Regions from separate parts of the Zea mays genome. Here region 1 is linked to region 2. The links are chromatin contacts, called in public Hi-C maps. All regions are on one chromosome and are shown on one strand. The core of a region is the stretch at or near the end of the contact, and the rest is flanking DNA. Distances in the headings are between cores, read along the strand shown. Region 1 holds the start of LOC100273263. Region 2 holds the start of LOC100501482.

Evidence for each region. Hi-C and Micro-C count contacts between places; a contact is called where the count stands out from the background.
Region 1: a contact with region 2 is called in a Hi-C map of bundle sheath, with 2.3 times the contacts expected there. The contact joins the promoter of LOC100273263 here to the promoter of LOC100501482 in region 2. A contact is called at or near these places in 2 of 25 Hi-C or Micro-C datasets (bundle sheath and leaf mesophyll).

The regions. Positions count from the first base shown.
Region 1 is chr7:112,932,201-112,938,694 of Zm-B73-REFERENCE-NAM-5.0, forward strand. LOC100273263 reads right to left here and starts at 4,935. Exons shown (of 4, transcript NM_001147705.1): 1 at 4,637-4,935; 2 at 4,314-4,427; 3 at 3,692-4,211; 4 at 3,053-3,588. The coding sequence starts at 4,887. The coding sequence ends at 3,229.
Region 2 is chr7:112,622,963-112,628,876 of Zm-B73-REFERENCE-NAM-5.0, forward strand. It overlaps LOC100501482, which reads left to right and starts at 4,281. Exons shown (of 3, transcript NM_001366928.1): 1 at 4,281-5,914. The coding sequence starts at 5,025.

The DNA.
Region 1 (6,494 bases), core at 3,685-6,184, 310 kb after region 2:
CGTGGCAGCATTGGATCCCTTTAGACCAGAGGTCCAGGTGGCCCAACATGAGGATCGGGGTCGTTCCTGGGGGTCCGGCCCCAGGCGCAGGTGCCGAGAGCCCTTGTCTTCAAGACACTTGGCAAACCGGGACCCCTCTGCTAGGGTTCTAGAGCAGTGATTATAGGTGTCGGCCTTCACCCGAGGCTAGTGGCCTTACTGGGCAGACCGAACCACTAGGCTAGGACGGACCACCATTATCATGGTGACTAAGGTTAGCCTTGGAGGGTTTGTCTTGACCTAGTAGTAGTGGGTACCCCAATCTTGAGGTACTGACAACGTTCTTATAAGAATAGTCTAGGGGTCACTCTACATGATCCATGGAAACATCAAAAAATCTTATTTCTTTGATTAAGGTAATGCACTAGGAGATTATGTGAATACTTACTTGTAGGGAGTAGTTTAGCAACATTTGAGCTTGGAATATGTCTTCTGTTGAGTTTCTTGAGGTCTTGGCTAGGGAAGTTAATTTGATTGACATGGGTTGCCCAGAGGCCTTCATAACATTATCTAGATTAAGGTGGAGAGACACTCTTTTCATTGAAGAGTGTCACACTATCACCATAACACGAGGAGAATGAAAAAGGAGAGATGTGAAAGGGAAATGGACTTAATCATTTCCTATAATCGATTTTGGTGGTTGACGTCCAACACAAACCACGTGGACTAACCAGTTTGTTTAGATATCATTTATCATAGGTGCATTAGGTTCAACACAAACCAAGAAAGAAATTCAGTTAGGGACACAATAAAAAGTGGAGCAAAGGACTTGAGTGTGCTGAATTTTGGCGCACTGAACACTGTCCGGTGCGCCAGGCCAGGCGCCCTTCGAATAAGCCACTCTCGGAAATTCAGAGGCGCGCTCCACTATAATTCACCGGACTGTCCGATGAGCCAGCGGAGCAACGGCTCCCTGCGCGCCAACGGTCGACTGCGGAGATGTTAGAGATGAACAATGCCACGACAGGAGTCAGAGCACAGAAGTCAGAGGTCATCGGACTGTCCGGTGTGGCACCGGACTGTCCGGTGCAACAAGACGACAAGACGCTCCAACGGTCAACTGCTCCAAACACTAACGGATGTGCTGACGTGGCACGCACCGGACAGTGAACGGTGGTTGTCCAGTGCGCCCATCGCCAGCAGACTTCACCAACGGATAGGAAGTGGTTTGGGGCTATAAATACCCCCAACCACCTCATTCAAAGCCATCCATGCCTTCTGAAATATTCATTCATTGCAAGAGCAAAGTGCAACACTCCAAGACACAATCAAAGCAATCAATCCACTCAAAGTTTCTAAAATCAACGCTGGTGCTTTAGGGCTTGTGAGAGGATCATTTGTGTTCTTTTGTTGCTCTTGTCGCTTGGATTGCCTTCTTTCTTTCTCATTCTATTTCTCAAGTGCTTTGTAAAGCTTCGCAAGAGACACCAAGTGTGTGGTGGTCCTTGCGAGGTCTTAGTGACCCGTGTGATTAAGGGAAGGCTCACTCGGTCTAAGTGTCCGTTTGAGAGAGAGGAAAAGGGTTGAAATAGACCCGGCCTTTGTGGCCTCCTCAACGAGGACTAGGTTCTTTGGAACCGAACCTCGGTAAAATAAATCACTGTGTCTACTCGCTTGACTCTCGCTTGATTTGTTTGCCCTCTTTCCTCTCTCTAACGTTTCCTTGCTAGTATTAATTTGAGTTTGCTCCCATACGTCATCCGCATCCTTTGAGTAACTCTTAGCAAGAGAAACAATCTTTCGGACTTGAATTTAATTCTAACGCTAACCCTCGGCCTTAGTGTGTGTTTAAGTTTATAAATTTCAGGTTTCGTCTATTCACCCCCTCTAGGCGACTTTCAAGATGTCTCGGAGCATGATCAATTTGAGTTTCATAATTTAGAGGACTTTCTAGTTATTAACGAGATTCACATTGAACACTGAGTGGTGGTGGTTATGGGTTAAGGCTTTTAAGGGGGTTTCACAAAGTTTAAAATTTGAATGACAGTCAGGTCATGACAATCAATAAATGAATGATCCGATAAAGAGAGAGAAGAAAAAGATAGACTTGGTACTCTCAAATAGGGATGACCATTTGGTTAATTCGGTTTGGTTAATATGGTTTTTGAAAAACAAGAACCGAAATACACGTAGGAAAAATAGAAATCGAACCGTACTAACCGAAATAGTTCGGTTCGGTAAATCGATTTTCGATTTTAAACCGAAATTATAGAATCGTCTCATTTCCGCAATATCATGAATGGTGAGTGGATATTATATCAACACAATTAAGCAATAAAACATATACTTTAAATGTATCATATAGTTAACTACAAAATTATAGAAGTATAACCACATATTGATTCGATTTCCATGGATTATAGAAGTAGAATTGTAGAATTTTGGTGTATTCGTCCACGGATAAAAAACCGGACCAAAACCAATTGACCAAATAGCACAGGAAATAAAACCAATCCAAAAAACCAAAATTCGAAAAAAAAGACCAAAACCAATTGATCGAATAGCGCAGGAAATAAAACCGATCCAAAAACCGAAATTCAAAAAAATCAAAATTTTCGGTTTATTCAGCTCGGTTTAGTTTTTTAAATTTGGTTTTATTTTGCCCTCCCCTACTCTCAAATTAATTAACAAATACGTACACAAACCCATTAGGTAATGGATTTCGTTTATAAGGGATAAAATCCTACCATAGATTTAATCCTGGTCTAAATTAGGTGAATTTATACCTCACACCTAATCTCATGGTGGGATTAAATTCATCATTTAATCCATAAATTCTAATATAAACTTGTGCAATATCTTCATGGATTTGTTCTATATCTAATGAGCTATGGATAGAATCCATGCCTTTCATAGTTTAAAAAATTTCTAAACCTTAGGTTATAATTCAAGATGGGTTTAATCGAATTAAAAAATTTAATTATGTTTGGATTATTTTGGAATATAGATTGTGACATAAATTTAATTTTAATTCATACTAATTTAGAGATAGATCGGTGTAAACGAACAAGTTGTCACCAAACCAAGGGAACAAGCACCTTGTCTCCCCTTTTTTTATTTGTACATCGAATTATTACATCCACAAAACCACGACAAAGCACCAACTCATCAACAAGCGTAGACCATCATTCATTCGGTAGCTAACAAATTATTGCGGCTGGGCTCTGATTGAAACCTTTGCAGCCATGCCTAGGCGGCAGAGCCGAGGCTGCCGGCGACGTCGATGACGAAGCGGTAGCGGACGTCGTTCTTCTCGAGCCGCTCCATGGCCGTGTTGACGTAGTCCATCTTGATGACCTCGACCTCGGCCCCGATGCCGTGCTTCCCCGCGAACTCGAGCATGGCCTGGCAGTCCCTGACGCTGCCGACATTGTTCCCAGCCACGCCCTTCCCGCCCGGCACGATGGCGTAGGCCGGCAGCTCGAGCGGCTTGCTCGGCGCGCCCACGACCACCATCTGCCCCAGCGGCTTCAGCAGCGCCAGCAGCGGCGTGATCGGGTGCCACGCCGACACCGTGTCGATGATGCCGTCCATGGTCCCCGTCGCCGCCTGCTCATCTCACACATAGATACGTATATATATGTCGCCGCGTTAGTTACATTACATAGCAGTGAGCGTGGAGAAGGGGGGCATCCCAGCCCAGTGCCCACACCTTCATCTGGTCCTCGTCCCGGCTGATGAGGAACTCGTCCGCGCCGAGGTTCTCGATGGCCTCCTGGCGCTTGCTGGCGGACGTGCTGATGACGGTGACCTTCATCCCGAAGGCCTTGCCGAACTTGACGGCGACGTGGCCGAGGCCGCCGAGGCCGACGACGCCGAGGTGCTTGCCGGGCTCGTTGAGGCCGTGGCGCATCATGGGGCTGTACACGGTGACGCCGGCGCAGAGCAGCGGCGCGGTGCGGTCCAGCGCCAGGCCGTCGGGGACGCGGACCACGTAGTGCTCGCTCGCGACCAGGACGTCGGAGAATCCCCCCCTGGTGGGCGCGCCGCCGTGCGCGTGGTCGACGCCGTTGGAGGTGAGCACGATCCCCGCGCAGTAGTTGTCGTCCCCCTTGCCGCAGCTGTCGCAGGAGCGGCAGGACCCCACGAAGTAGCCCACGCCGACCGTGTCGCCGGCCTTGAACCGCGTGACGCCGCCGCCGACGCCGGTCACCACGCCCACGATCTCGTGCCTGCTCGCCACGCCACGCCAGCCGACGGGGTCAGACAGACAGAGGCTGTTAGTTTTGCAACAGCATCCGGGGCGTCTAGGCTAGCGAAATTGGATCGGTTACCCCGGGACGACTGGGTACATGGCGTTTCGCCAGTCGTTCTTGATGACGTGCAGGTCGGTGTGGCAGATCCCGCAGTAGAGCACCTTGATCGTGACATCGTCGTCTTTAGGAACCCTGAAATTAGTAATGGATTCCATGAACAAGAATACTCTATATTAGGTAAGCCTCTGACCAAGGATTAACCAAAAATCTAGAGACCCCAAAACTGTGCAGACTGCAGAGAAGGTAATTAGACATCTTCCAGGAGCTGCAACAACACAATAAAATATGGCAGAGCAGAGCAGAGCAGAGCAGTGCTGGGCGACCGTGACAGATGCTACCACCTTCTGGAGAAGCTGTAGGGGGAGAGGACGCCGGAGTCGTCCCTGGCCGCCCACCCGAGCGCCGCCTGGCCGCCTTGCTCTTCCATCGCCGCCACCTGCTCCCGCTTCTCCACGGACGCCCTTGGCCGCGGCAACCGCAGAGCTCTTGAGGCCGAGGGGAAGGGTGACCCTGCACCAGCTCCGACTCGCGCACCAGCTCCGGGGGGATAATGAAATGGAACGGGGACGAGGACGCGACAATGATATGACATAACTGTTGCTGCCTCCCCGGAGAGATCTGTGGAGGGAGGATGGTTGAGGGGCCAATGTGGCAATGAGTCAGCATATAATCCATGGACGCTAACGCTAGGATATGGTCCGGAGACAGACTTCCTACAAACTTCTCCAAAATCCCGTCGTTAACGAGAAAAAAGATTTGACATGATATTAGACTGAATTTGTGCACAACCTGCTGATTTGGAATGAAGGTGAACTAAACCTAGGATAGTAAGATAAAATACCCCACTTCTAGTCACGTGGCTCCGTTGTCAAACGGGAAATTGTAGAGTGGCTGCAAAAGGAAAAGGAGCCACGTAATAAATAAAGCTCTATAAAGAGTGTGTTTGGTTTGATAAATGAAGTGATCCATTTTCTTCTCACTTCGCATATTTTTATTTAGTTTGTTGAATAAAATGAGTTGATCCATCATCACTCTATTTCTCATAAGCTAATAATTAATATATATATTAAGAGTGAGTTGATTTCAACAAAATTAATAAAATAAACTTATGATACATCACCTCATAATGCATTGGATGACTCTACAAACCAAACATACACAAAATGGATGAGTGAGGCCGGGGGTATCCTAGCAACAACGTAGGGCCCACGCACATGCCAAAGTAGCAGCAACCAAAATCACGTGTCGGCTATGATTGATGCCGCTATGTAAATATATTGCTTTGCTCGTTGTGTTGTTTTATGTTATGAACCGTGATTCACACCTTGATATTTCTGCTGCCGTGTGGCTCTCCTGCGCTGAAAGCTGCATCTGATTCTGATGGGACGGAGAGGCATTCAAGTCTCGCGGTCACTCATGACTGTGGTCGCGGGAGCAGGACCACACACCGTGGCATTATCATTATTGGACTATTTCTAGCACTATATATGTTTAATTTAATTTTTTTCCAGTTATCAAAGCGCCCGTTTCTTTGTAATTGTAATCTACTTGGGTTCTCCAATATTTGTCGCCTGTTAGAGAAATTATATTTTCAGTTTTAATTTAATCCCGAAAATCACAGTGATATATATAACAACACGTATCTGCATATATATATATATATCACTACTTACATAATCAGTAAACAACAATAAAATATGCACAAATATAAATAACAGATTCTACCCTACGGAGGGATCGATGCTCAAGGTATCAGTGACTCCATTCACACGAGACATCTCAGGTGTATGTTCGATATAGTCGTACGCAGTCATGCAGGCAAATGTTCGCAGTGCAGTCCCACGAACGGTGCCGGCGACGAGGAACGTGATCAGCGCTGGTCGAGCGAACGAAGCGAGCAGTCGCGAGTACGCTCCCAAAAACCTAATCGTCCGCACACCCGTGCAAGTGTCTCTTTACGGACGGCGATTTCGGAGGCCTGGTCTCCCACTCTCTATGCTCGCAGAAGGTGGGACGAGAATGGATGTGTGCAACGCGTCTGACACTGTATGAGCGTACTGTGCTGTCAACCCAGAAGCAGCCTCCCCTCCTCGTATATATACACGCGCAGAGGGAGGCAATCAGACAGTAATGGTCGCCATCAGAGCTACCGTTACAGCCAGCCAGAAACTGACGCCATCAGGGACGTCCGTTACTAGC
Region 2 (5,914 bases), core at 3,031-5,530:
CAACGGAAAAATACGTCCGTAGCATCGGTGTTAAGCACTATCCCACTTGTATCCTTTAGAAGAGGAGTGGTGAATGCAAACCTATAGGCTTGGTATCGTGTTGCGACGCTGGTTATGTAGATCCAATTAAATGAACCGGATGACGTGTTTGAGTGGTCTCTCCATCAGAGTAAAACCTTTTCAGTTTGTTAGATGTATGATGTGCTATTAATCAGAGATATTGTTAGGCGGAAAAATCCAATCCGGAAGCTCAAAATTCCATTGAAAATAAAGATTTTCCTCTGGTACCTCTTGAAGGATGTAGTCCTAACTAAAGACAATTTTAGCCCGTAGGAGCTAGGAAGGGAGTAAGAGATGTGTCTTTTGTGCTAAGGATGAGTCTATTAATCATTTGTTTTTTCGAATGCCATTATGCGCGGTTTATGTGGAGGGCAGTCCAATTTACGTTTGGTTTGGAGATTCCACATAGTTTTACTCACACTTTTGGTGAGTGGCTATGTGGATTCTCTAGGAAACTTAAGGCATTAATTTTGACTAGGGTTGCCTCATTATGTTGGGCATTATGGTTAAGACAGAATGATTTAGTGTTTGGCACTTGTACTAAAAAAACTTATATGCAGGTAATTGGTGCCTGTCGTAGGGTGGAGTCAGTGGTTATGGAGATCTTTGCTTAATTTGGTGGCGGTTTACAAACCGTATTACGTATTACATTATGTTTTGTGGTTGTCTTTTATGTAGTCTTTTCAGCCCTGTGTGGCGTCGTGATCTGTAGCGTCGAGTCTAAAACTGTAGCTCGGACCATATAAGTAGGGGTGGAAACGGATCGAATACGAATGTCACAGTTTACCATATTTTTGTCCGAATTCGGATACGAATTCGAATATCTTCGGATACGAATACAAAACGGATAGTCGAATCCGAATTCTTATTCAGGTATTTACTCAATTCAACTCAAACATCATACCCTAAAATTTAACATATGTATATGTGGATTTTTATTTAAGTACAAGTTTATAGATAGTTAAAATAAATTTAAATTAAAATAGATTTCTCGTGATCCTTCATATCCAAGTCAACAAAACTATATAAATAATATTTTTAAATTATCGAAGTATGTAACAAAAGATAAACAAAACATGTAATATTTAATAAGTGACATTTGTACAAATACAAGTAAATTAGAATTGATATAAAATATTACGTATCAATAAAAACAAATTTTCCGTTCTAAAATGAATGTCCTATATAAATATGTGTACCAAAACTTAAATGAAAACATGAAGAAATTTATCTTTATATTGTAAAGTGGAGAGTTATAGTTGAATGTTTATGAAACTTTGTTGAGATGTGTTCAGTGTATAGATAAAATGGAGAGTTATAATTGAATGTTTATGAAACCTATTGAATTTTATTATTGAATATCACTAGAAATATAAGGTTCATATATTTATTTATTTATCATATAAATATTTTTAATATTTTAAATGATTTATATATCATTTTTAGTATATTATCAAACTTAAAATTATTTTTAATTAGTAATTAGTGATAAAGTTAAGTTTTAAATGGTTTCATTAAACATACTTTTTTCACGGATACGAATATTATCGAATGTTTCATGTTTTTTTTCAATACGAATATAGAATCAGATAGAGAAAAGTATTATAAATCAAATTCAAATACATCCATTTGACATCCATATTAAAATCGAATACAAATATGGATATCTATATTAGTAGTTTTAGCGAATACAGATAATTCGAATCTCCATACATCTATTTCCAGCCCTATATATAGGCTTGTTCGGTTAGCTGTCAATATATATGGATTGAGTGTGATTAGATGAATTTAAATCCTAAACAAGTAAAACTTTTTTTATTTTTTTATCCAATCTAATCTATGTGTAACAAAAAGAACCGAACAAGATTTAATCCTAAATAAGATTTTTTTCCGGTGTCTACAACAAGGTAGGAAGGTCCCCAGCGTGGCATTCACATGCGTGCTTGCTCCCCGTCCTCGTCCTCGGCACTGCCGCTGCCAGCGGCCTCTCCTTAGACCAACTCCAGCAAGACTCCATATCCGACTCCGCATCCCCATTTTGCGCGGTCTGAGGCATTGTTGCGCGCTCCAGCAGACTCCGCATCCCTCTCCGCAAAATGGACGCCGTGTCCCTGCGCTCCCCATTTCCACACTTTCTCTCTCCTCTCCGCAACTCTCTGCGTGCGCGCGCGCCTGCTGGCGGGGCCCATGTGTCATAGACTGCATGCGGAGTGGGATGGGGAGTGTTGCTGGAAACGGAGCCGGATACGGAGAGGAGAGAGAATGTGTCGGCCGCGCGTTTTAGGGATACGGAGTCGCACACTGCTGGAGTTGGTCTTAGGCTGTGCGCAGCAGTAAACGCTAGCCATCCCCTTGCATGCCGGCTGTAGGGGTATCCCACGGTCGCAGCGGTGCCCCCTACGTGTCGACTTCCTTCTTTCTCCCCCAAATCTAGCGTGCCACTGTTCATCACCCTAAACACTGTGCTGTGAGTCCACGAGTAATTGTTAGTAGATAAAAAATTGATAGTTATATAGAAAATGATATTTTATAGTTGTAGTGAGGTATAGAGAGTATTTAGAGGGAACCGCTGCCGGAGATAAAAAATAAGGAGAAACATAGATGAAAAAATTTAGAGGTAACGGTTGTGGATATCCTTAGACCAACTCCAGCAGACTCTCTCTCCGTATCCCTATTTAGCACGGCCAACAGTTTCTCTCTCCTCTCCGTATCCGTCCCCGTTTCCAGCAGACTCCGTATTTGCACTCCGCATGCAGTCTATGACAGCTGGGGCCCGCGAGCAGGAGGTGGCGCATGCAGTCTTCTGGGGAGAGGAGAGAGAAACCGTGGAAAAGGGGAGTGCAGGTACACGGCGTCTGTTTTGCGGAAACAGATGCGAAGCCTGCTGGAGAGCGAAATAGTGACTCAGAGCATGTATAATACGGATGCGGAGTGTTGCTGGAGTTGGTCTTAGCCGTCCAGGCCGGCTAAACCCAAGCTCCCGACGGGCCCCTGCCACAGGGAAGAAAAAAAACCCTCTCTTTCTTCCTGCCCGGGGGGAGCGACAGCTGGGCCGCGGCACGTGCCGCGGCGCCCTTCCCGGGCGACACGTAGGCGGCCGCACGTGCGCGGGAGCGGCGATCTCACACGGCCGACGCGGGCGGATATTTTCCCACGCGGGCTGCCCCGGCCGCCCGATGGGGATCGGACGGCGCGAGAGGGTCCGGAAGTGGATAGGGCTCAGCGCGGCGTGGTCCCCTTTTTCGCTCGCCTTGGCACTGGCAGGCAGATGCAGATCGTGGGAACTCACGCTTCCAGCTAGCTCCCCCTGTACTGCGCTGTCTCTGCGTGTGAACAACCCAACTTTTTTTTTCACGGTGGTCCCTCGGCCTCCTGTTATTCACATGCCGATCGAGGCGGATCGGGGGGCAAAAAAAATAAAAAAATAAAAAAATAAAAACTCCTGCGCTGCAGGCACAGGATTTGTTTAGGAGCGATTGATTCCTTGTCCAGTTTTTAGCAGTGCGCGGATGGGGCGGCGGCGGACGGGCTTAAGAGTTGCTGGCTGGCAGGAGAAAAAACAACGCGTCATTATCCAGTCCTTTCTTGGAAAAACAATTGAAGTCAAAAGATCGCATGTATGTGCAGGCGTGCAGCTACGAACGGAAATAAATAAATAAATAAATAAATAAATTGGAGACGGAGCAGGCGGGCGACAGATAAGACTCCAGGTTTCGCAAGGAACGCTTCCGTCCCGTTCCTGCTTGCCTTGGTAGAGAGTCCGGAGGAACAAATCCCCACCTCCCCCAACACGCTCTTTGAGCGACCAAAACGTGTGCTCGCTATCTAAAAACCAGCAAACAGGATAACGCTTTCGTTCGAGGCAGCAGCATACCATAATCGTGATCCGAACAGCTGCTGGGCGGGTGGGTGGGCGTGGGCAGCAGGACAGGACGGCAGGCAGAGGGCAAGCGGCCACCCAAGCGATAAACAACAAGAACACAGGGTTGTTTCCAGCAAATCGCCCGAGTTGTATTACTAGTATTTTATTCGGCGCGTCTCCATCGCGAGGCCACTCGGCTCGGCTGCTCGGCTCCGGATCGGCGTCTCTGCTACTAAACTAAAATAAAATAAAACGCTAAAGCTTATCGCAACTCGTTCTCTCGGCTGCTGCTCCTGCTGCTTGCTACTTAAACAAACACATCTCAGCGTCTCTTGCGATCGCTCAAGAGCCACCACCACCAGTCCACCACGCCCCCTGCACGCGACCCGAGGCCAAGAATCGCTTCCGTTCCGCGCCGCCTCCTATATCCAGCGAGCGGCGCTGCCAGCCCACGCCTCGCTCGAATCCCTCCTCCTTCCTGGAAACGGGGTTTGCTTTCCCTGCCCCGCCAAATCCTTTCTTCTCCATCCAGCCGGTTCCTACCCATCCTGCCGGCTGCGGCTGCGGCAGCGGCTGCCTGGCGCTGCCGTGCGTTGCAGAGCGAGGGCGAGGCGGAGGTGGCCAAATGCCGGTCCAGGACCGGGTCGTCGTCGTCGGCGAGCGCGCGAGACTCTGTCTCCCCCCTGCCGCCGGTCTGTCGAGGTGTGGTAGTGGTAGTGGCCGTCCCAGCTGGAGCACCTGAGACGTCGTTGCTCGGTCGTCCGGATTGATTTCGGCCGAAAGCTGCTTGTGGGTTTTTTTTTCCGGAAAGGGAGGGAGGGAGGGAGGGCAGCCTTTTCGGTTTTCTGATTGTTACTAGTTGCTCTGCGGATTCGATTCCCTTGCCGAGATTTATCTCTTCGCCGCCGGAGACTGGTGGACAGCAGATCCTCTTCCATCTCCGCCGGCCGTTCATTCTTAAGCTGCCTGCGAAGCTTTTTCTTGAGACCCTCTCCAGAGTACTGTTCGCCGGATCTTGGTTTGGAGGGCGAGCGGTGAAAGATCGAATCCTTGTTTGGAGGTTCAGCGGCAGGCAGCTCGCTGTGACGTCGCCCGTGCGGGCATGGTGTCCAGATCCTACTCGAACCTCCTGGAGCTCGCCGCCGGCGGCAGCGGCGGCGAGCCGCTGCCGTCGCTGGGGCGCCGCCGGATACCGCGCGTCGTGACGGCCTCCGGCATTGTGCCGGACCTCGACGTCTCCGACGCCGCCTCCGCCGCCGACCAGTCCTCCCACGCGCCGCGGGAGCGCGTCATCATCGTCGCCAACCAGCTCCCCGTCCGCGCCTCCCGCCGCGCCGCCGCCGGCGCCGGCGGCGGCGGGTGGGACTTCGCGTGGGACCAGGACAGCCTCCTCCTGCAGGTCAAGGACAGCCTCCGCGCGCACCACGGCCGCGCGGACGTGGAGTTCGTCTACGTCGGCGGCCTCCGCGACGACGTGCCCCCAGCCGAGCACGACCAGGTCGCGCACGACCTCCTCGAGGGCTTCCGCTGCGTTCCCACCTTCCTGCCCGCCGACCTCCGCTCCCGCTTCTACCACGGCTTCTGCAAGCAGCAGCTCTGGCCACTGTTCCATTACATGCTGCCACTGTCGCCGGAGCTAGGCGGCCGCTTCGACCGCCTCCTCTGGCAGGCCTACGTGTCGGTCAACAAGATCTTCGCCGACAAGATCCTGGAGGTGATCAGCCCCGACGAAGACTTCGTCTGGGTGCACGATTACCATCTCATGGTGCTCCCCACATTCCTGCGGAAGCGCTTCAACCGGGTCAAGCTCGGGTTCTTCCTCCATAGCCCCTTCCCGTCGTCGGAGATCTACAAGACCCTGCCTGTGCGTGAGGAGCTGCTCCGGTCGCTGCTGAACGCCGATCTGATTGGCTTCCACACTTTTGATTATGCCAGACACTTCTTGTCGTGCTGCAGCAGGATGCTCGGGCTCAAGTATGAGTCGCAGAGGGG